Linked DNA regions of Zea mays: region 2 is linked to region 1. The links are chromatin contacts, called in public Hi-C maps. All regions are on one chromosome and are shown on one strand. Each heading gives the region's core, a stretch centred on a gene start, on an enhancer-like site or on the middle of the called end of the contact. The rest is flanking DNA. Distances are from core to core; before and after follow the strand shown. Region 1 holds the start of LOC103647030 (60S ribosomal protein L3). Region 2 has its middle 75 kb from the start of LOC100281622.

What was found. A called contact is a pair of places that touch in the nucleus more often than the background predicts.
Region 2: a contact with region 1 is called in a Hi-C map of ear, with 2.8 times the contacts expected there. The contact joins the enhancer-like site here to the promoter of LOC103647030 in region 1. A contact is called at or near these places in 3 of 25 Hi-C or Micro-C datasets (ear, leaf and tassel).

Annotation. Positions count from the first base shown.
Region 1 is chr2:142,997,657-143,002,353 of Zm-B73-REFERENCE-NAM-5.0, forward strand. LOC103647030 (60S ribosomal protein L3) reads left to right here and starts at 2,272. Exons shown (of 6, transcript XM_008671603.4): 1 at 2,272-2,386; 2 at 2,536-2,643; 3 at 3,039-3,149; 4 at 3,471-3,775; 5 at 4,202-4,611. The coding sequence starts at 2,559.
Region 2 is chr2:143,276,769-143,281,465 of Zm-B73-REFERENCE-NAM-5.0, forward strand. No RefSeq gene overlaps it. Among protein-coding and RNA genes, the nearest start is that of LOC100281622, 75 kb to the left of the region's middle. Within about 2 kb of position 2,088, at least 7 of the 20 cell types and tissues checked have an H3K27ac peak or open chromatin away from gene starts, as enhancers often do. A contact at or near this core is called in ear and tassel, where this site is marked.

The DNA.
Region 1 (4,697 bases), core at 1,022-3,521:
GGAGCAACGGTCATCTCCGCACCAACGGCTCTCTGCCGCGCATTTAATGCGCGCTCTGCGCGCGCAGAAGTCAGAATCGCCCATGCTGGCACACCGGACATCAAACAGTACCTGTCCGGTGTGCACCGGACACCCAGGCGGGCCCACAAGTCAGAAGCTCCAACGGCTAGAATCCAATGGCAGTGATGACGTGGCAGAGGGCACCGGACTGTCCGGTGTGCACCGGACTGTCCGGTGCGCCATCGAGCAGACAGCCTCCCAACGACCACATTTGGTGGTTGAGGCTATAAATACCCCAACCACCCCACCATTCATTGCATCCAAGTTTTCCACTTCTCAACTACTACAAGAGCTCTAGCATTCAATTCTAGACACACTAAAGAGATCAAATCCTCTCCAATTCCACACAAAGCCCTAGTGACTAGTGAGAGTGATTTGCCGTGTTCATTTGAGCTCTTGCGCTTGGATTGCTTCTTTTCTTTCTCACTTGTTCTTGAGAATCACAACTCCATTGTAATCAAGGCAAGAGGCACCAATTGTGTGGTGGCCCTTGCGGGGAAGTTTTGTTCCCGGCTTTGATTTGAGAAGAGAAGCTCACTCGGTCCGAGGGACCGTTTGAGAGAGGGAAGGGTTGAAAGAGACCCGGCCTTTGTGGCCTCCTCAACGGGGAGTAGGTTTGCAAGAACCGAACCTCGGTAAAACAAATCCGTGTGTCTCACTTCATTATTTGCTTGCGATTCGTTTTGCGCCCTCTCTCGCGGACTCGTTTATATCTCTAACGCTAACCCGGCTTGTAGTTGTGTTTATATTTGTAAATTTCAGTTTCGCCCTATTCACCCCTCCCCTCTAGGCGACTATCATTAGGGCGGGTGCATTCCGCCGGCCGGCCGGAGGATTTTCTCTCCGACAGTATATATCATAAACTAGTTCTAACGAGCCTAACTGCATTACTGTTGGAGAGATGGACAAAATAAAGCATTGAAAAATCAGATTTTTGTTTTCATGCATGCCAATCCATTGCATTTCAGCTCACATTCTTGTCATCCTAAATTTGTGCGCATGCAATAGAAAACAGATTTTGAACACAGTGTACCGCAGTGCATAAATACCTTCACCGTGTACTATAATTAGTCTCAGTATATATCATAAACTGGTTTTAACGAGCTTAGATCTATGGTTGTTGAAGAGATCATATATGTATGGAGGAAATTAAGCATTTAAATCAGTTTTTTTGTTTCCATGCACACCAATCCATTTCCATTCAATGCGCATTCTTGTCATCTTAAATTTGTGCGCATGCAGCAGAAAACAATTTTTTTATGTGGTGTGACACACTGTATAAATATATATATCGTATAACATAATTAGTATCAATATATGTCATAAACTGGTTACAACGAGCCTAGCTGCATTGGTGTTGGAGAGATCCTATAATTACGGGGAAAATAAATCATTTAAATCATATTTTTTGTTTCCATGCATGTCAATCCACTTCCTCTCAACGCACATTTTTGCCATACTAAATTTGTGCTTATGCAGCAGAAAACTGATTTTCTACAAGCGTCCCGTATTGCATAAATATCTACACTGTGTAGTATAATTAGTATTATATATATCATAAAATGTTTGTAACGAGCCTTGCTACATGGCTGTTATAGATATCCTATATTTATGGACGGAATAAAGCATTCAATTAGATTTTTTTATTTTCATGCATCCAGCAGTTAATCCTAATTTCTCGCGCATGCAAATAGAAACAAACTGTGCACATGCAAGGAATGAGACACATGCACGAGCAAAGCTAGCGGCCAGGCTGGTCTCGTGCTAGGTGTGGCTGGAGCTTCCTGTATCCTATTGGAAGCACATGACTCCCAATATCCTCAGCCGATATATATTTTTCTTTTGAGAGGATGAGACTCGCTGCCCAATTCCAATACGACCATAACGAAAAATACATAGTCCTGTTCAAAATGTTGACAATTAGGATAAGGATGTCAATAATGCTACTAAACCTGATTCAAGCCAATAGCCTGAGGATACCATATCCTCAGCACTGTCGTGCCAACATCAACCATAAGAATTACACAAAAATGATAAGCTCTTTTTGGATTCTTTTGTAACAATATATCCGTTGTTCAAACACACGCTGCGTTTTTGACATTATAATAAAGTAGAACTATATCAGTGAGGTAGTAAAACGAAATATAGGGACATTTTCAAATAAGAGTGGACAACCCATATTTTAAAGGGAGTACTGGGCCGAGCCCACATTACCTTACCTCAACTCAGAAGGTCACCGTAGGGCCGGGACCCCTTTATATAACTAACCTCTCCTAGGGTTTACGAGCATTGTGGCTCCTCACTTCCGCGCCGCCACCCCCTTCAGGTGAATATAAGGAATCCGCCGCCGGCGTCATCTCCTCCTCCCACCTCGACTCGCCTTGCTCGCCGTCGGCGGCCATTTCGTCGCCGCGCGGCGAGCCGCCCATGTTGAGCTCGCGTCGGATCTGATGGGCTTGTTGTGATCTCCTGCAGGTAAGGAAGAGGAGGAGGGCAGGATGTCGCACCGTAAGTTCGAGCACCCGAGGCACGGCTCCCTCGGCTTCCTTCCCAGGAAGCGCTCCTCCCGCCACCGCGGCAAGGGTACGCGCGCATCTCTTACTCCCTCCTTGTTCGCTTGCCTTGTCCCGATTCATGTCATCTGAAATGTTCTACCCTTCAGCATTTAGAACTTGAAGTATTATTTATCTTCCTTCTATTTAAACAACCTGTACTCCGCTAGTGGTGTTAAAGTAATAATTTTCATAGGGTTGTCTTCCGTCAGTGAAGGATTGTCTATTGCATATAAGTTCAATCCAACATTATGTATAATCTGAAAACGTGCTGTACAATTGAATTATTGTTGATGCGAATATTAAACTATGGTTTGTTTAGCCATGCTGTGTTAAGTGCTTTTACCTGTTTAGTATGGTATGCATATTCCTTTGGCAGGTTTACTTAATGTCCAAAATTTGATACTAGTTTTCCTGTTTTTGCAGTGAAGTCATTCCCCAGGGATGACCCCAAGAAGCCTTGCCATCTCACTGCCTTCCTTGGCTACAAGGCTGGCATGACTCACATTGTCCGTGAGGTTGAGAAGCCAGGATCCAGTATGTCCACCCCCTTCTTTTTTATTAATCAATTAAGTTGATCACATAGTCCAGTTTTTTGATATCTGAAAAATGAACTGTAACAACACAACTATTTCTTCACAGGTTTCTGACCAGCAGTTTTTAGTTTTTTATGAATTTGTGGGCACTTAACTTTAGATGATAAGCCACACAACTATTTCTTCACAGGCCCATAGACTTACTCAAAACAACAGTTTTTTCTGTTTGAATATCCACAACTGCTTGCACCCATGAATCTCAAGTACATGGATACCATTTCACTCCATTATTGTAACTGCTCTTCCTACTTGATTTCTTCAGAACTCCATAAGAAGGAAACTTGTGAGGCTGTTACCATCATTGAAACCCCTCCTCTTGTCATTGTTGGGCTCGTGGCATATGTGAAGACTCCTCGTGGCCTCCGCACACTCAACTCTGTTTGGGCCCAACATCTTAGCGAAGAAGTGAGGAGAAGGTTCTACAAGAACTGGTGCAAGAGCAAGAAGAAGGCTTTCACAAAGTATGCTCTCAAATATGAAAATGATGCTGGCAAGAAGGAAATTCAGCTGCAGCTTGAGAAGATGAAGAAATATGCTTCTGTTATCCGTGTCATTGCTCATACCCAGGTAAGAAGCTTAATTGTGCTTTGTTGCTCATTCATGTTTGTAGGAACAAAGTTTCTTAATGATTGATAATGCAATTACTATTGGTCTTTTATTTGGCTTCATTATTCCTGCTTATGCAATCTTTGTGTAGTCAAATGAACATTTACATGTAAATGACCATTTTTATTTTCTTTATATATATATATATATATTATATGTTACAACTCTTGTATTAAGTTTCAACTTCCATTGTATTATCTATCAATGATCATGTTGAGTTCTTCTGTGATGTTACAACCTTGTCTTGTTTTTAAATTTCAACTTCTATTGTACCTCAGTGCCTGGAGGGAAGTAGGTCTATCTTTCATATAATTGAAAATTGATTATTTTTTTCTGAGGCACTAGGTATTAGCCAACTCTCACCTCTTGTGTATTTGTTTCTTTTAGATTAGGAAGATGAAGGGTTTGAAACAGAAGAAGGCTCACCTGATGGAGATTCAGGTCAATGGTGGTACCATTGCTGACAAGGTGGACTACGGCTACAAATTTTTTGAGAAAGAGGTCCCTGTTGATGCTGTCTTCCAGAAGGATGAGATGATTGACATCATTGGTGTGACCAAAGGTAAAGGTTATGAGGGCGTGGTCACTCGTTGGGGTGTCACCCGCCTTCCCCGCAAAACCCACAGGGGTCTCCGCAAGGTTGCTTGTATCGGTGCATGGCATCCTGCTAGGGTCTCCTATACAGTTGCCCGTGCTGGTCAGAACGGGTACCACCACCGCACCGAGATGAACAAGAAAGTTTACAAGATCGGCAAGGCTGGACAAGAGACCCACGATGCCTCCACAGAGTTTGACAGGTACTATTTCTGAGCTTCTTGTACTAACTTGCACAATCTGTTTACCTTTGTTGCTCTTGTTGGTTACGGATTGCTGCCATTTGCAG
Region 2 (4,697 bases), core at 838-3,337, 280 kb after region 1:
GAAAATATCTCAAGGCTCCAAAGACACTTGGTAGAAAATAATCAAAGCTAAATATATGCCAGATAACAACTTCTTGGTCTCCAAAATCAAGATGGTTTCTCAATTCTGGAAAGGTTTACACAAAGTTAAACATCTTTTTCAGTGGGGGCGGTGAATAAAGTCAAAGATGGGGAAGGAACCCTCTTCTGGTTTGACACTTGGATGTGCGAGGTGCCTCTCAGTGTAAGATATCCTAGATTTTTTGACATCTGCGAGAACAAAAAGGCTCTGGTAGCTGACTGTTTGGAAGATGGTAGCTAGAATGTGGATTTTAAGAGAGCTCTTACGGCTTCCGAATTTGGCGAGTGGAAGGAACTTTGTGCCAACCTTCAGGGTTACACCTAGTCTCAAGGAGGAGTCACAGTATCGTGGGCTTTGGATAAGTCTTATAAATTCACCACAAAACCACTTTACAGATTTAGAACCGATGGGGGAATCACTAAAAACATTCATGGTATAATCTAGAAGTACAGGGTACCTTTGAAAATTAAGATCTTCCTTTAGCAACTTTATAGTAGGAAAATCCAAGTGGCGATGGAGATGAAAAAAGGGTTTGGAAAGGAAGCGGTTCTTGCTCCCTTTGTGGAGAATTTGAAACTGCTGAACACATTTTCGCCCACTGTGTACTAGCCAAATACGTGTGGGGTTGCATTTACCTTGTCTTTGGTCTGAACCCCCCTCCAGATCGGTGGAAGATTTTTTTTTTGGGGACCAAAACCTTTATATTTTCAAGTTTGCAGGGCTGTTTTGGGCCATGTGGTGTAATCGGAATAGGATGGCGATGGAGAAGCGGTTTCCTAAGAGCCCACATGAGATCTTATATAACGCCATATCTTTTCTGCAGAAATGGAAGTCTCTCCTCAAGCAAAAGGATTTAGAGAAGGTGAGGTGTTTGATCAGCTCCCTGAAGAATTGGTTGTGTAATTTCCAACCAGCCTTAGGAGAGGTGTCTGACATCGAGGTTATCTGAGGCCGAGCTGGTGTTGGGTGGGTTGATACTTTGTTGCGTAGAGGCTGGAAGGGAGTGTGGGTGTTTGTGTGAGCTTAACGCTTTTTCCTTTGTTATCCTGTAACTCTCTAGTGGTGTGTGTTAGTGGGGCCAATTCCTGGTTCGTGTTTTGTTCTGTTGAACCTAGGCTTTCTTATAAGTAACACTCCTTCAAAAAAAGGTTCCTTCTATTCTCAGTCCTCTCGTGCAGATAATTTAGGATGCCAAGATGCAATAGCTACTTCCAGGTCCGCCCTTTCTTGGACTCCCTCTCCCTCACCGAAAGTCCAACTCATCAGTTGCCCTGTTTTCATTCCAATATACCCTCAACACTAGGGTGATCAGTCATGTCAATGAGTACATCAAAACATACGGTTCCTGCAAGTGTCTGAAGGTTAAACAAAATGGACGCTGCTCCTTTATGTCCGTCGTCTTCAGGTTTTCAGTCTTCAGTTTCCACGTTTGCCTGCCGATGTCTGCGGTTGGATCAGGGTGAACTGCGAGTTCTTCAACTACGTTCATCACAGAGCCACATTCTGCTCGGCTGCATGGTGTTAAGAGCCTACTATGCTGCCCTTCTGTTCAGAGTTTCAGACATTGCTAACGTCTTCAGAAAATGCGTGCAGGCCAGAGCTCATCGGTCACCGAGGCCAACAGGAAGAGCGATTTGTCGCTGGGAACGTCAAGACGTACGTCGTATTCCGCGACGTGGTTGGGCGTCTAGCTGCAGCGAGAAAGAAATTTCGCCCCTCTCCTTTTGCTCTTTCTAAATTTCTTTTCTGATAAAAGAAGTCAAGTATGGCCCAGTAATTCTGTAAGCTTGTAAACCGTCATCCCCTCTGCATATTCTGATTTTTTGGGGGAATTTTCCATGTCTTGTAAACGTTTGTTAAAAAGATTTTTACGACCCCACAAGTGGGAGACGATCGTACACAACATTTTGTGCTGATATAGAAATGCTTGAAAAAAGACCGAAGTTGTTGCCATGCTCACACAAGAGCGCCCTACGCAATTTTGGCCTCGGCCTTGCGAGGAGAGCACACGCGTGGGCCGTGAACCAAACGAGAGCCCTAATGTCCGATCGAGGCACGTGGGGCGTGAGCCCGTGAATCGGCGCCATCAACCAGTCGTCGTCGGCCATGATCGTCGGAGATTCACCGCACGTTTGGTTCCAGCTACAGCTACAGATGGCCAAATAAGCATGTCTAGTTGGCCACCACGAGACACATAGGATGTGTTTGGTTGACCGGCCCAACCCATAACCAGGCCTGTTTTGTACAGTGTAGATTTGTTTGGTTGCCTGGCCTAGCTCGGCAGTCTGGCTGAGGCGAGCCAGAAACAAATTTAGGCCTGGCTGAGTACAAACGTGAGGTTTCTAGGTTTTCAGTGCGGCCTGGCCCGACTTTGGTTAGGGTTTGCCTCAGCTGACGCCTTCTCTCTCGCCTCTCTCGTCGCCCGCAGACGACGGCTAGGGTTTGCCGGAGCTGCGGCTCTCGCCTCTCTCTCGTCTCTCTCAGCCGTAGCCGCGGACGCTAGGGTTTGCCGCAGCTGCTGCTCTCGCCTCTCTCTTCTGCTGTCGTGCTCTCTCTCGACCCGGCGGACGAGCTCGCACTTACCCGACCTTCTCTTTCTTTTTCCTGCGACCTCGATTGGCTCTCATCTGCGAGTGAACACTTTCCCTATCCTAGATCAGCTCACCGCAGCAACAATCGCATCTTCTCAGGTTTGTCCCCCATCTAGATCTATTGTTCTTTAATATTTTCTTGTATTTTTTTTGCTTCGATTATACTAATCCTTCGGTCTTGTTGCAAGGTCATCTCCCCCTGACCTAGATTTGCTGCTTGACCTAGATTCGCTAATACCTCATACACAGGCCAGTCTTTACCTCATACTCCTCTATTTCTAAGTACATATTTGCTTATTTGTACAGTCTTAATTTCCTGAGTGTGTTTAGTTGTTGGCCTGATTGTGTGTAGTTAAGTACATATCTGTTTATTTTTTTTCTGTTTCCTGATTGTGTTAGTTGTAAAATAGTGTGCTTCTTTTTCTGTTTGCATCCAGATATCTTGTGTTTTTGTTCAATTACTTCGTGCAGCACCCTTGTTTTGCATTGGAACCTCCAATCAAATATTTGATGGTACTCACTGATGTCAAAATTCACTGGCTTTCACTGTAAGATAACTACTATTCATAAGTAGTCAGTTATATATGTTTGTTTTTTACAACTATTCATATGTGCATCCATGAGAATCATAAGGCCAGATGGATGAAAAAAATCGACAAGACAACTAAGCTACATAATAACATGTTCAGTCATATAAAAGATTTTTTTTTGCTTAACACAATTATATAAAAAATGTGTATGTTACATCCATCTACCTGAATCCTCCCATGCCAGGTTCCCTTGATCCTAGCTAAGTATTGGTAATCTCTATGAATTGTACTAGTATGACCAGAAACATGTTGCCAAGTGTGAACTGAATGTACATAAGATATTTTCGGTAAGTAGAAATCTGAAACTGGCATTTTGAAGTCTGTAAGTCTCAAATGCAAAGTTCCTTTGGTCCTAGACAATCTCTACATCTCAATCAGACAAATAATAATGTCTGGAGTCTGGACAAATTGTACTCCTATAGCTACAACCATAAGGGTACTCAGAAGTCCATGATTTTATGCTTGTTAAATATATATCTGCTTGTTAAGTAAATGCTTAACTGAACTTTGCCATCTTTTAATGTTAGTATATATTAGTATATATGTCGGGGACCATAATTAGGGGTACCCTCAAGGCTCCTAATTCTCAGCTGGTAACCCCCATCAGCATAAAGCTGCAAAGGCCTGATGGGTGCGATTAAGTCAGGGATCGGTCCATTCGAGGGACTCGATCACGCCTCGCCCGAGCCTAGCCTCGGACAAGGGCAGCCGACCCTGGAGGATCTCCGTCTCGCCCGAGGCCCCCCTCCAGCGACGAACACATTTCCGGCTCGCCCGAGGCCCTGTCTTCGCTAAGAAGCGACCCTGACCAAATCGTCGCGCCGACTGACCAAATCGCAGGAGCATTTAATGCAAAGGTGGTCTGACACCATTATCCTGACGCGCGCCCTTCAGTCGACAGAGCCGAAGTGACCGCAGTCACTTCGCCGCTCCACTGACCGACCTGACAGAAGGACAGCGCCGCCTGCGCCGCACCGACTGCAGTGCCACCTGACAGAGTGAGGCTGACATGCAGTCAGGCCCGACCTCAGGCGCCATAGGAAGCTCCGCTCCGCCCGACCCAGGGCTCGGACTTGGGCTCAGCCTCTTAAGACAGCGAACTCCGCTCCGCCCGACCCAGGGCTCGGACTCGGGCTAAGCCCTAGAAGACGACGAACTCCGCTCCGCCCGACCCAGGGCTCGGACTTGGGCTCAGCCCCTGAAGACGGCGAACTCCGCTCCGCCCGACCCAGGGCTCGGACTTGGGCTCAGCCTCTGAAGACGGCGAACTCCGCTCCGCCCGACCCAGGGCTCGGACTCGGGCTAAGCCCCGAAAGACGGCGAACTCCGCTCCGCCCGACCCAGGGCTCGGACTTGGGCTCAGCCCCTGAAGACGGCGAACTCCGCTCCGCCCGACCCAGGGCTCGGACTCGGGCTCAGCCCCGGAAGACGGCGAACTCCGCTCCGCCCGACCCAG